Linked DNA regions of Gasterosteus aculeatus: region 1 is linked to region 2. A link is a contact called in public Hi-C data. All regions are on one chromosome and are shown on one strand. The core of a region is the stretch at or near the end of the contact, and the rest is flanking DNA. Distances in the headings are between cores, read along the strand shown. Region 1 holds the start of myo16 (myosin XVI). Region 2 overlaps myo16 (myosin XVI).

Region 1 (5,593 bases), core at 752-3,251, 48 kb before region 2:
ACTGTAGACAAAGCTGAGTCGGATGACCTGATGACCACTTAAAACTTAAAGTCTCTGATGCTCGACCATCAGCTCAAGCCACTTAATAGTGCAGTTTGTCAATGGAATATGGCCCAGAAAAGGGAAAAAGAGACCAACATGGGAAAAGCAGCATGCAGATTGTAAGGAACCCTGTGACCCGCATGAACATGTTCTTGTATATTTTCTTACAGTTGCTCAGCCTTGCTTGCAGTTGTTGGCAAACAATAGCCGGAGAACCTTCAGGAAAGGTGCAGTATTTCTTGTCCTTTTTTTTTTTTTGCTGATAGTGAATTTCATATTCGCTTTGGACCGATCACAGTTAGAACTTATTTGTATGAATTAAATGCAATGCAGTCGTGATGATTTGACGCGTTCCCTGATGGACTCGTTGTTTTCCCGGGTGCAGAATATAACTCTGAGCCGCACACGGGGATCCCCTGGCAGGCCGGTCTGAGGAGGGGCTCGGCCCTGGAGGCCGATGGGGACAGCATGCTGGTCAGAGAGGAGGGCTTCTACTTCGTGTACAGTCAGGTCAGTCCGTCTCGGTCGCGTCGTTCCACCGACTCTCCACTCGAAGGCGCTGCTGCTCCGCTCGCCACCATCTCGCACACCGGGGGAGGAGGGGGGGGGAGTGTCTATCACACATTGCAGGGGGGGGGGATGATGTGCTCGATTCCAAGCGCGCAGTGGTTTAACAGACCTTGAAGAAAGGTCAGATAAAGAGGAAATGCTAATGATGTATGCATAATAAATGATGTACCCCTCACCTGACTGTCTCTCCGCGTTAACCTTTAGGCACTATAATTATGACAGGCCATATGGTCCTTTTTTTTCTATAAATGTCTCAGAAAATGTCCTTTTTTGTGAGTAGTTGTCATTATTATATGTTGCAAGTGCTTAAAATCCTTTACCTCACTGCATAGATTGAGCCCAGTGTTTGTGACGTGCTCAGGTCTACTACATGGACAGCACCTTTGCAATGGGTCACGTGGTGATCCGGAGGAAGAGGAATGTGGTGGGAGACGAGCCTCAGTATGTGATCTTGTTCCGCTGCATCCAGAACATGAACCCCGTCCACCCTTACAACACCTGCTACACAGGAGGCGAGTTATTGTTTGTGTCGAGCTGTGCTCACCCGACTTTACAGCAGCTGTTACGGGGGGTCAGCCGCTGTTCTCTAGTCAAGCTTTCAAGCGAGTGTCTGTGTGTCTGTGTGTGTGTGTGTGTGTGTGTGTGTGTGTGTGTGTGTGTGTGTGCACGCGTGTGTCAGTGGTTGTGGGATTGTAGCAAGAAGAAAAAAAGAGGAATTGCAGTTCAACATCTAATGTGCATTTGAATTGCTCAGGTATTGTGAAGCTGGAGGCCGGGGACCACGTGGAGCTGCTGATCCCTCGGTCCACAGCCAATGTGTCCCTGTTCGGAGACACCACCTTCCTGGGGGCTGTCAAATTGGCTTAAAATGCGTCACCCGATTTTGGGTCCGGAGGAACACTGTGGCGGTGGGGTTAGGGGCCGCGATGGGAGAGAGAGCGACGCAGCGCCGGGACGGTGACCTCGTCTGACTTTGGCTGACGTGAATCTGTGAGGTGAGAAGAATACAGAAAGCAGCCATTTCTGTTACGGCTGAGCGAGAGACTGAGCAGGCTGCGCCGCCCGAGGGCACACGAAGGGGACTATCAGTCGATGGCACGGCGTTTACTCTTCAAATACATGTAGCTACTAACTGTATTATGCTCATTTCTAAGAAAATCAAGTACTTTACCTTCAAATAATCCCTGAGACGTGACTTGTACTTGTGTCATTCTCATACTGCCCTGATCCATAATCTTTCCTCCTGTAGCATTCCTCAAGGTTTTACATATTTCTTCAGGTATTCAGACACACTTGTATCATCTGATAGCCATCATCTGATTTCACGTTATTCAAATTAAAATGCAATAAAAGTGACAGTTCTGTGCAAAAGATTTGGCGTCAACTAGAATCTGGGTTGGAGGTTGTTGCTCATCTGTCGGCCGTGAGAAGGAGGAAGGAGAGAAGGAGAGAAGGAGGGACTTCCGTGTGACAGAACATCCTGCCAGGCAGCAGAGAGCCGAGGCCGAGCAGGAACACTGGGTCTCAGGTAAAGGTGGCTATTTTTAGATTGAGGCTGTTCCACGTTCAAAGGGGCTCCTGAGGAGCACGGAGGACCTGGTGAAATGTTCTCAATGATTCTTTTTGCTATTGGCAGAGGGAGACTTACACCTGGGATTCAGACGCATTTTGACCAATTGGTGACCTAACTAAACATTCTGTGAAAATTACCTGTAATGGAGTTAAAGGAACCTCTATAATATTAGAGTACGCTGTAAAGTATGGCTGTAATACGTTATTTTCATACGTTATTTTCATGGCGTTATTATTTTTTAGCGTTTTGCCGAATAAATGATCGAATCGGAGCAAATGTTCATTAACTGAACTACAAAATGATTTACACAGCGTACATTTCCCTAAATTTTATTAGCAACACAACAGTGGAACACGGGACAATGGGAACTTACATTCTGTGATATTCATTTATTTAACAAAAAGGTTTGTCTGATCTAAATGTGTCGCTCTAATCTGCTGTCAGGGATCAACTTAGACCACTAACACAATGCTCACTTTTGGATAGAAATGTTTGTTTGGTGGCAGTAACAACCGTTTTAGCATATTAAGAAAAATACAACGCCCTCTAAGGGTTCGGGGCAGAATGCCTGAAAGGGACATCCTCCACATCGCAATATATAATGCTACAATTAATGTTCAGATGAAATTGATTAATAATGAATGAGAATAAGTAGGAATAAATAAGTCATTAAGTTGGCTTTTTAATATGATATATTTAAAAAAGAGACGTCCCAATATCACAACATTGTGATGTTTTTTAGCCAGATATACGTTTTTACTTTGAAGATAGCTGTGTGAATATATTTCTGCCTAAGAGTTCTCCTTTACCTAACTCTCAAACACACACAATGGCCATCTGTCTGGGGCAATTCTCTGGGGCAAAGAGTTAGACAAAGCCCCCCTGGGTGGCCACTCCTTCACTCGGCATGTTGCCCTCGGAGTCATGGCTCCATTCGACAAGAAGAGACCAGAGGGGGGGAGTAAGAACGTCTAAAATAGAAGGCCGAGCAAGAATGATTGAAATTGGACTTAATGGATAGCAGGGTGTCCACTAGAGAGGCCGTGGGGTCTGAAGCAGCGATGAACAGAGTGCGCGGGCCAGACTCCCTGCACCATGCCGACACGGAAGTCAGAGAAGCTCTTTGATGATGCAGTAAACAAGAGCAGGCTGCTGCACAAACACACCGGGTTGCACGGACCGCTCCTATAAACGTGTCAAGCATGATGCTCCCCCCTCCCTCTGCGCCAGAAATGTCTTTGTGCGGTGCCATGGAGACGGCTGGTGTGTTGGCGGAAGCTGATGTCATTGTGGGCTGCCGTCTCAAAAGAGAAACCAGCATCTGACCGGAGAATCAGGAAATGAGGCCTGCTGTGTACACATGCTGGCACTGTGTGTAGTTCACACACACACACACACACACACACACACACACACACACACACACACACACACACACACGTGATGCGAGTTCACAAATTTTTACATGCTGAAAAAAAGATGACAGATGTCCCATATTAGCATATATATTATACCAACACAACACAGTGAGTTTGTCTCATTAAACTATGGAGTGAACACCCATCTGCATTCGAATGGTAAACATTTTATTTCCTTTATTTTTTAGCTGAACCTCAGAAAGAAAAAAAACAAGTCTAAAATGTTGACACACTAATATAAAAAAACCTGACATGGGCTCAACGGGGTGTTCGACACGGTGGTTCCGTGTACCTTCTCTAGTATTTGGGGATTACTTTGATCTGCTGCGGTCGGACCAAAGTAATCAGGCTGATCCAGCGGCCTGCAGCTCGACTGGCAGCGGCACTGCGTGCATTTCTCACTTAAGTGCGGATTTGGTTTACCCGCTCCTCCAAAGTCTAAACGCCATGTTCTGTGATTTTAAATTTTTTTTTCCAATCAATTGAGCTCGAGACACAAACTGTGCTTGAGCTGAAAAACGTGACAGAATTAGTGGTTTGTTCGTTTTGTACTGCGTTAACATTGGAGCTGGTTTAGATTATTGTCCCCTGAATGCATCTTTTGGAATATAAACTGATCATCTCTCTGTCTCCACATTCAGCTTCATGGCTCCATGATGGAGCTTTGGCAGAGTCAGCAACATTCATCTCTGTCTGTTTATGTGTTGTACACATTGTCATTGTTTGTAGGCCTGTATATCCCTGCGTTGTTCGTTTGTTGATGTCACAGTCGCTAAAAACCTTTTAGTTGACTGTTTAGACTAATTTCATGTCTACCTAAAAGGGAAGTGAAACCTAATTCAGTCAACCAACAGTGCCACAACGTGCCAAAAGGTTCTTTTTTTAACTTCCCTGCTGCCTGCGACCAACCAGTCATTAAACACATCATTTTCACCAAATAACTAGATGGCCATGTTGAATGCTCTGAAGTATTAATAAGAGCATCCTCGTTGGACTACAATCCTGAATATGCCACTTCTACACTTTAGGTAATTAAAAGGTCTAAAACCGACACACTGTCCCTTTAATTAATTCCCGCTTTGATGAACGACCCGGCCGGCGCGCCAAACGACGCAAATCAAACACCCCCACAACAGGTGCACTAATTACGCTAATGTCGCGTGGTGGAGACCCACGTGCTCCGGTGGATCCCGCGTTTTGCCTTCCGTGTGACGTCACCGCCGCCAAACGGCGCAGACTGCGAGGAACGCGGCGTTAATTCGTGGAGCGGGGAAATGACCGCGTGGAGAAACCGCACCTGAAGCACGTTCAGGAGGAGGACGTCGCACGAGGCCCCGTGAGACAGGTGAGCGACGTAAGACACACGCACTCCGTTTATAAACGCAGGTAACGTTACCAGTCTGCAGAGAGCGTGACCTTCTTACGTTGCGGAGGGAGGAGGAGGCCTCGTGTAGGTAGGAGTTCTCCACGTTCTCCTGTTTCCACTGTAGGGTTCCACCTTCAGTGCGCGCGCGCGCGCGCACACACACACACACACACACAGCCTGCACACGAGATGCAGAAGAAACAGAGTGCTGTTTGTGTCTATCAAGGGTCACTCATCCTGAAAAGCTGCTGATGGGCTTTTGATAAGCGGTTGTAATTAGAGATTCATACTCGTGTCCTACTCACATTTTCTTTTTCTTTCTTTTTTTTGAAAACAAAAAAAAAACAACCACTTCTAAATTTCTCTCCTTTTTAAACATTTCACGGATGGGATGTCAGTGGAGGATTGCACCCTATGGAATAGTAGAGCTGCTCTCTCTCTCTCTCCCCTCCCCAGATCTTTGCAGCTTAGATCAGCTCGTCTCTGGATTTTATCACCAGGCTGGAAAGAAAGCGCCACGGTCGAGACATGTTGCAGTGAGGTACGTTGGACGTTGTTTTGCTCTTTGTGAATGTGTGTGTTTAAGTTCCTCTTGTTTACCACTCACGCAGCTGATTCAACGCA
Region 2 (6,079 bases), core at 2,477-4,976:
CAGAATGAAGGCAAGCCCCCCCCCCCCCCTCTGGCTGTCCCATTCCTGCTTTCGTCTGGACTCTCTCCAGGCGTCCACACTCGACTGAGAGGATGTGTGGACGAGCAGGGAGGAGCCAGAGTGTGATGGACATATGTTACAACATGTGTGTTCTGCTGGCCATCTGCCCCCCCCTTCTCCCCTCCTCCAACGCTGGTCTGGTGGTCCAAAGCCCATCCTCCTAGTACTGGTACACATCTTCTGGGGGTTTTCCAGGAAGACTGCGTGGTGCATAGTTCTCTTAATGGTTACATTGGACAATTCAGGTGGTAAAACCTAACTGAGAAACAATACTATGCAGATAAGAACCTCCTTAAGAGTAAGAAAAGCAGAACTGTACAGCATCCGCGGTCTTCCTTCCAAACTCCAGGCTTGGAGAGGTTATGTTCAGCAAACGCATCATCCTCTGTGTTGCTGAGCTCTCACATGTGTCCCTGTTACACGAGGTTGTTGTCAGATTGTTTGCGGACTCTCTACCTTTTCTTCCTCTCACAGGTGAGTCAGTTGTACCTGAGCTCCACGGGTCGTCTGTGCTCCTCTCTGCCTCCTCACATCTTCTCCTCAGCAGAGCGGGCCTACCACATGATGCTGCAGGAAGGACGCCCGCAGTGTTTCATTTTGAGGTACACACACTGAAGTCTCTGCCTCTGGATTGTCAAACAAAAATCTCAACTGGGTCAAATAATTGCTCAAATTATAGTGACGTTGGGCCGGCCACCTGGTTGAACGGAGGCAGCACCTGGATAGCAATTAAATCCCGCTCTGGCTCTGCAGTGACATTCCTGCTGAGTTGTAACCAATCCGGCGGAGAGTTAATGTGCCCTGGCCACAGGCTGTCCATCTCACTCGCACAAAGACACACATGCTGGGTCATTGCACAATGCGCCGTCATGTGCACACTCCTTTCGTTTAGTTTCCCTGCTACGCTTTAATCATCCTTTCTGTTGTCTTGTGCTCTTTATTTCCTGACATAGACACACACACCTACACATTTACAGGCCATTATCCCCCCGAGGCCAGTGCTCTAACAAAATGCCCTTGAAATTAAATAAAAAGTGCTAAATGAAAAGACAGTGGAAAGGCCTCTGGACTTTGCTCTCAGCAGGGCTGCAAGTAGGAAATCGAGTAACACACAAGAACGCACTGCGTTCATTAGTGCGGGCTGCTGACCTTCTGAAGCCATCTGCTTGCTGCTACCATGGCGCTCTGTGCATGTCGCTGGGTGGCAGAGCGTGAACTGCTGAGGTACCTTATGGACGCCCACCGCCGGATAAGTTGTGGCTGCAACGCCATGTTGAAATTGAGGACCAGCGGAGCAACGTCAGTTGAGTCAGACCGAAGGAATAGATTGTGATGGGTGGAGGTTCCTCGGGGGGGTGATGTATGGTAGGTGGAGACATATAACGGGGAACAGATGTGGGGAAACACCCTGATGATTAATTGCATCTGTTCTTTGGAAATGCACCCAGAGAATGGTAACGCACAGCCATGATTGATGTGTTTTTCATTGTCAAATGAATGGCAGCTAATAACTTTATTTCATTAGTTTTTCTAACCCGTTGTCCAGATGTTTTGCAGGTATTGCAATATAAAGATTGAAATATTAAATCAACATGCAAAGTGTACATGGGGAATTTGTACCCTGTCACTTATTTTGGAAGCGCATAAGGAAATATCACTAAATGTTCAGTATGAACCCGAGGAACAAGCAATGTTCTATTGCTTTAAAAAAGACGTGACAAATAACGAGCATCATTTAAGGTCGTTGAATCAGCCTTTCTTCTGTCTCTCCAGTGGTGAAAGTGGTTCTGGGAAAACGGAGGCCTGTAAGCACATCGTGAGACACCTGGCAGCCCGCTCCAGCCCCAAAGGCTTTACGCTGGAGCCCAGAATGAAGCATGTAAGTCTGGTCCTGATACAACTACCACTTCAAACAGTCACCGGGTGCCTTGTGGGCTTAAATGGTTTTGGAATACGTGATGTAACGCACAGCTCTGAGCATGAGTCTTGAATCCTTTTGTTGCTCTTGTGTCTTTGCGTTGGATTTGCAGTACGACTAGATCAACAGTTTTTATGGTAGACATCTTTTTCATCTCAAATTCAATGCTCCGCAAAATCGGTCCTCATCGAGAAGCTCACGACGTTCATGTTTTCTGTGCGTATTATTTATTTATGTTTCTTTGTTTATTGTTCCCTCTCATGTGTCATCTCTTGTCGTAGCGCTGTAAATATCTCCCGCTGTTCTCCTCGTGGCCGTGCTGGAGGAGAGAATAGACGGAGGGATTAGTGGAGACACAGCGGGGGGGAGGGGGGCGGGGCTTTGCTGGTCGTCTTTTCTTCATTGCCTGTTAGCTGTTCTATCGTCAAAGACCGCATCCAGACATTGTGTTTGATTGCGTGATGAAGATTGCCATTAAGATGATCTTTACTGTTCCCAAGAAAAAACCCATTTGCAGCCATCAAATCACTAGAATCATTTTGCGGTTTTCTTAGAGGTCGTCCATTTGTCTTGAACTTTACAGCCTAATGAAGGTGTATTGATTTTTTTTTTTGGTAGAGTACAATTGAATGTCAAATAGACGTATCCGCTACATGGTCGGTTTTCCAGTGAATCAAGAGAGGCTACAATAAATAACCATTCTGACACATTATAATATTGTTTGCAAGGCATTTGAGGTGAGAGTTCTGTGTCCTCTGTAGTCCTGTATGTCAACAAGAAACGAAGCACTTGCATCATTGCCTCCTCGTGTATTCCCCGATGTGTAGACGGAGGTGCGACGTGTTCGTGGTGTCTAACACATGATTCACTGCTCTGCACTAACAAAGCAGTGTGTAGCTGGGAGTACAAGTGTGTGTTTGTGATGAAGTCATCGTTTTACAGTTGATATATCTGGGTCAGCTCTGTCTGATCATCCTAGGACACACAAAACACCAGGCTCCCATTTACCGGGTGCATATTGACATCTAGTGGTGGAAATGGACCTTTTATTTTCACACTAGATATAATATCATTATTTGGGGAGAAAAAAAGGGCATAAACACTGTGCAATGAGGATATTCAAACTCACTGTTAATATTTCCTCTGGTTTAAAAAAATAAAATGCAGGTTAACTGCATTCTGGAGGCCTTCGGTCATGCAAAGACTCTGAAGAACAACAACTCCAGCCGCTTTATCAAGTTGTTGACCATCCAATACTGTGACAAGAGGAAAACCCTGCTCAGAGGTAACATGCTCTCCCTTCAATGGAAAATAATTTTCTATACTTAGAATACTCACTAGAGAAGGATGATGCTTATAAGTGTCATCTTCAAAATGTCTTTATTCTGGTTTAATTTAACGCATTTCATTTTATGATTCCACACATTTTAATTCATAATAATTTAATTAGATCAAATATCTGTTAAATGAAGGCCGAAAAAAGCTGTTGTTTTAAAAGTCTGGATCATTACTTTACAGTGATGTATTAGTCATCACATGAGCGTCCCTTCCTCAGGGCTTCTGGAGTGACTAATATTGTGACAAACAAATAGTTGATGGACATAAACCAAACTAGTTTCACATCTGTGGCACAGACTACTTTGCGATGACACCAGCAGGGGGCAGCAAACGCCCATTAGTCTGTCCTCAGAGCACTTCTTTGTGCTCCGTTATTTAAAGTCCTGTTTACCGTCTCTTACCCAAGTTCATTTGGTCAATGAGCCCTCGTTGGATGTTCAGTTCTACTACTAAGTATTAAACAAATCTGATGTTTAAAGCCCGTGTGAACACCCACATGCTGGAGAAGTCTCGCCTGGTCCACCTGCCTCCTCACCAACACGGCTTCAACATCTTTTATTTGATGGCTGAAGGCCTTTCGCCTGAGGAGAACAGCGCACTTTACTTCAACAATGTCCTGGCTCATAGGTTAGTGTCTGTCAGCTGCATATGTATATTATATCCACTATCAAAATGTGAACTGAACTGATTTGCTCTGACCTGGGAGGTTCTTGCCTCATCATTTTGGGGGATTTAGGCCCACATGTTAACATGAACCAATGCCACACTATGTCCTTTATGATCATTTTGTTTCTGTGGTTTATGAACTATTGTTGAACTATTGGTCCAATGTTTCTGTCCTTACTCCAGGTACCTGAGTGGAGGACTTGGACAGAACCCTCCCATGGCGACAGCGTCTGCCCACAGCAGAGAACGCCTCGCAGCAGTGAAACAGGCCCTGCGAGCCCTGGGCTTTAACAAACAGGTATCGATTAGCACTGCGCATGGCTTCTGGTATTGACAGCGGGGATCATTAAAAGTGTTGACCTAACGGACCCTGAAGTAGCCACATATGAGGTCATCAATGCCGTTTCACAACAGGTTTTTCCTTCACACAGTCTGTAAGTTGGCGTTCAGGCGCTGGCTCTTCCAAAGTGTCTCACCTCACAGACGAAAGAACTACTGACCCATTCTACCAAAACACACGCCATACCGGTAGCACCTGGTAGATAACATCACGGTCAATGGTTTTCATTTTCAATTGACCGCTGCGGGAAAATGAGTGATGCAAAGGACACAACAGTGTGTCCTCCCACTTCAGGCACGAGACGTATTTGAAATGACGGTCATCTGTTCCCGATGACATACCCTGCCTCGATACTTTGATCTCTTTGATCCCCCATTTTCTATCATCTATCAAGACATTGATTCATGCCTGCTGAGTGCATGTAGTGTGTGGGACGGGCCGTCCTGTGCACCACCAGCTGTGCTGCCAGGCCGTTATCAGGTCCTATTCTTAGGCTCCCAGTCAGCATCTGTCAGCGGTGAGTGACCACCAGCTCACCTTTTAATCCAGCAGCAGTCAATACATGGGAGGACGGGGGGGGGGGGGGGGGGTTAGGTAGTGCGAGAGACAGGCTTATATTAGAAACCACTAGTGTCCACTGGAGAAGAGGGGAGGGGCAGGGACTAAGAGTGGAAGCGATAGACCACCTATTGGTCTTTGTCTAGTCTAATCAGAGGGAGACTCCTAGTCCAGACACACAGGTCAATCGCCATTAACGCTCCTTTTTTCTCCCTTGTGTCCTTGTTCCCTTCCTTCCCCCTTCCTAAGTAGGGGGAGTCTGTCTGTGTATAGAGTGTCAGACGGAGACTAATGCTCGTGTTTATCTCCCACATATCAGCTCCAATATCCCGCCTTGAGAGAGTGCACAAGGAGACGCAGCGAACCACACACACACACACACACACACACACACACACACACACACACACACACATGCAAGCACACGCCCTCAAACTGGAGCGTCCCCCTCTCAGAAATTCAGAGCAGTGGGTAATAGGGTATTCCATTAAGCGTCCTCTACCCAAGGGCAAAGAGGAAGGAAGAGTCGGACGCAGCAAAATAAATGTGTGAATGAAGGGAGGAGGGTTGATCTGTCTTTAAAAAGCATTGGATTTGGGTTTATTTCTTTCTTTCGTGGAGTTTGTGTACTTTAAGATAAATGTCCTGATTGTGTCGTGCATGTTGGAATTCACGGTCGAAAACGGTGAAAATGATGTTTTTGATCACTATTTCAAAATGTCCAGTTCCTATTTGTTTCCCACTATTTCCCCTCTCTCTCTGCTAGGAGATTGACTCTGTGTTTATGCTGCTATCGGCTGTGCTCCACATTGGGGACCTACGTTTCACTGCACTGCCGGATGCCAATACAGCCTTCCCTTCTGACCTCCAGTTGCTGGAGAGAGGTTAGTGCCCTCCGTCACATGACCGGGTTCACAGCGGGGGTGCATCTCACCCCCTCTGTGTTTACCTTTCTCTGCCTCCTTGAGTTCTGCTCGGCAGTTTGCCACCTGTTTAGTGAGCTGCACTTTCTGCCAGAGTGTAACCACGGCGAGGAGACGGCCTCCGCTTTAACGCTTCTAAAGCCTCTATTGGTGTCTCAGCTTTCTTTTCTTACTATCTCTGTAATTACGCAACCGCTGACCTCCATGTGATGGTAAACAAAACAACATCAGCGTCTGAACGGGAAAGAGCCAGTTGTTGTCAAGGAGATGTGATAT

Evidence for each region. Hi-C and Micro-C count contacts between places; a contact is called where the count stands out from the background.
Region 1: a Hi-C map of skeletal muscle shows a contact between it and region 2, with 3 times the contacts expected there. The contact joins the promoter of myo16 here to the enhancer-like site in region 2. A contact is called at or near these places in 3 of 6 Hi-C or Micro-C datasets (skeletal muscle and whole body).

Annotation. Positions count from the first base shown.
Region 1 is chr16:8,504,939-8,510,531 of fGasAcu3.hap1.1, reverse strand. myo16 (myosin XVI) reads left to right here and starts at 2,001. Exons shown (of 37, transcript XR_013452968.1): 1 at 2,001-4,948; 2 at 5,426-5,510. tnfsf13b (TNF superfamily member 13b) reads left to right here. Exons shown (of 6, transcript XM_078090281.1): 3 at 213-269; 4 at 428-552; 5 at 974-1,124; 6 at 1,367-1,983. The coding sequence ends at 1,479.
Region 2 is chr16:8,458,543-8,464,621 of fGasAcu3.hap1.1, reverse strand. It overlaps myo16 (myosin XVI), which reads left to right. Exons shown (of 37, transcript XR_013452968.1): 14 at 535-662; 15 at 1,834-1,939; 16 at 3,146-3,263; 17 at 3,796-3,943; 18 at 4,166-4,280; 19 at 5,647-5,764. Among protein-coding and RNA genes, the nearest start is that of LOC144388742, 46 kb to the right of the region's middle. Within about 2 kb of position 3,726, at least 2 of the 9 cell types and tissues checked have open chromatin away from gene starts, as enhancers often do.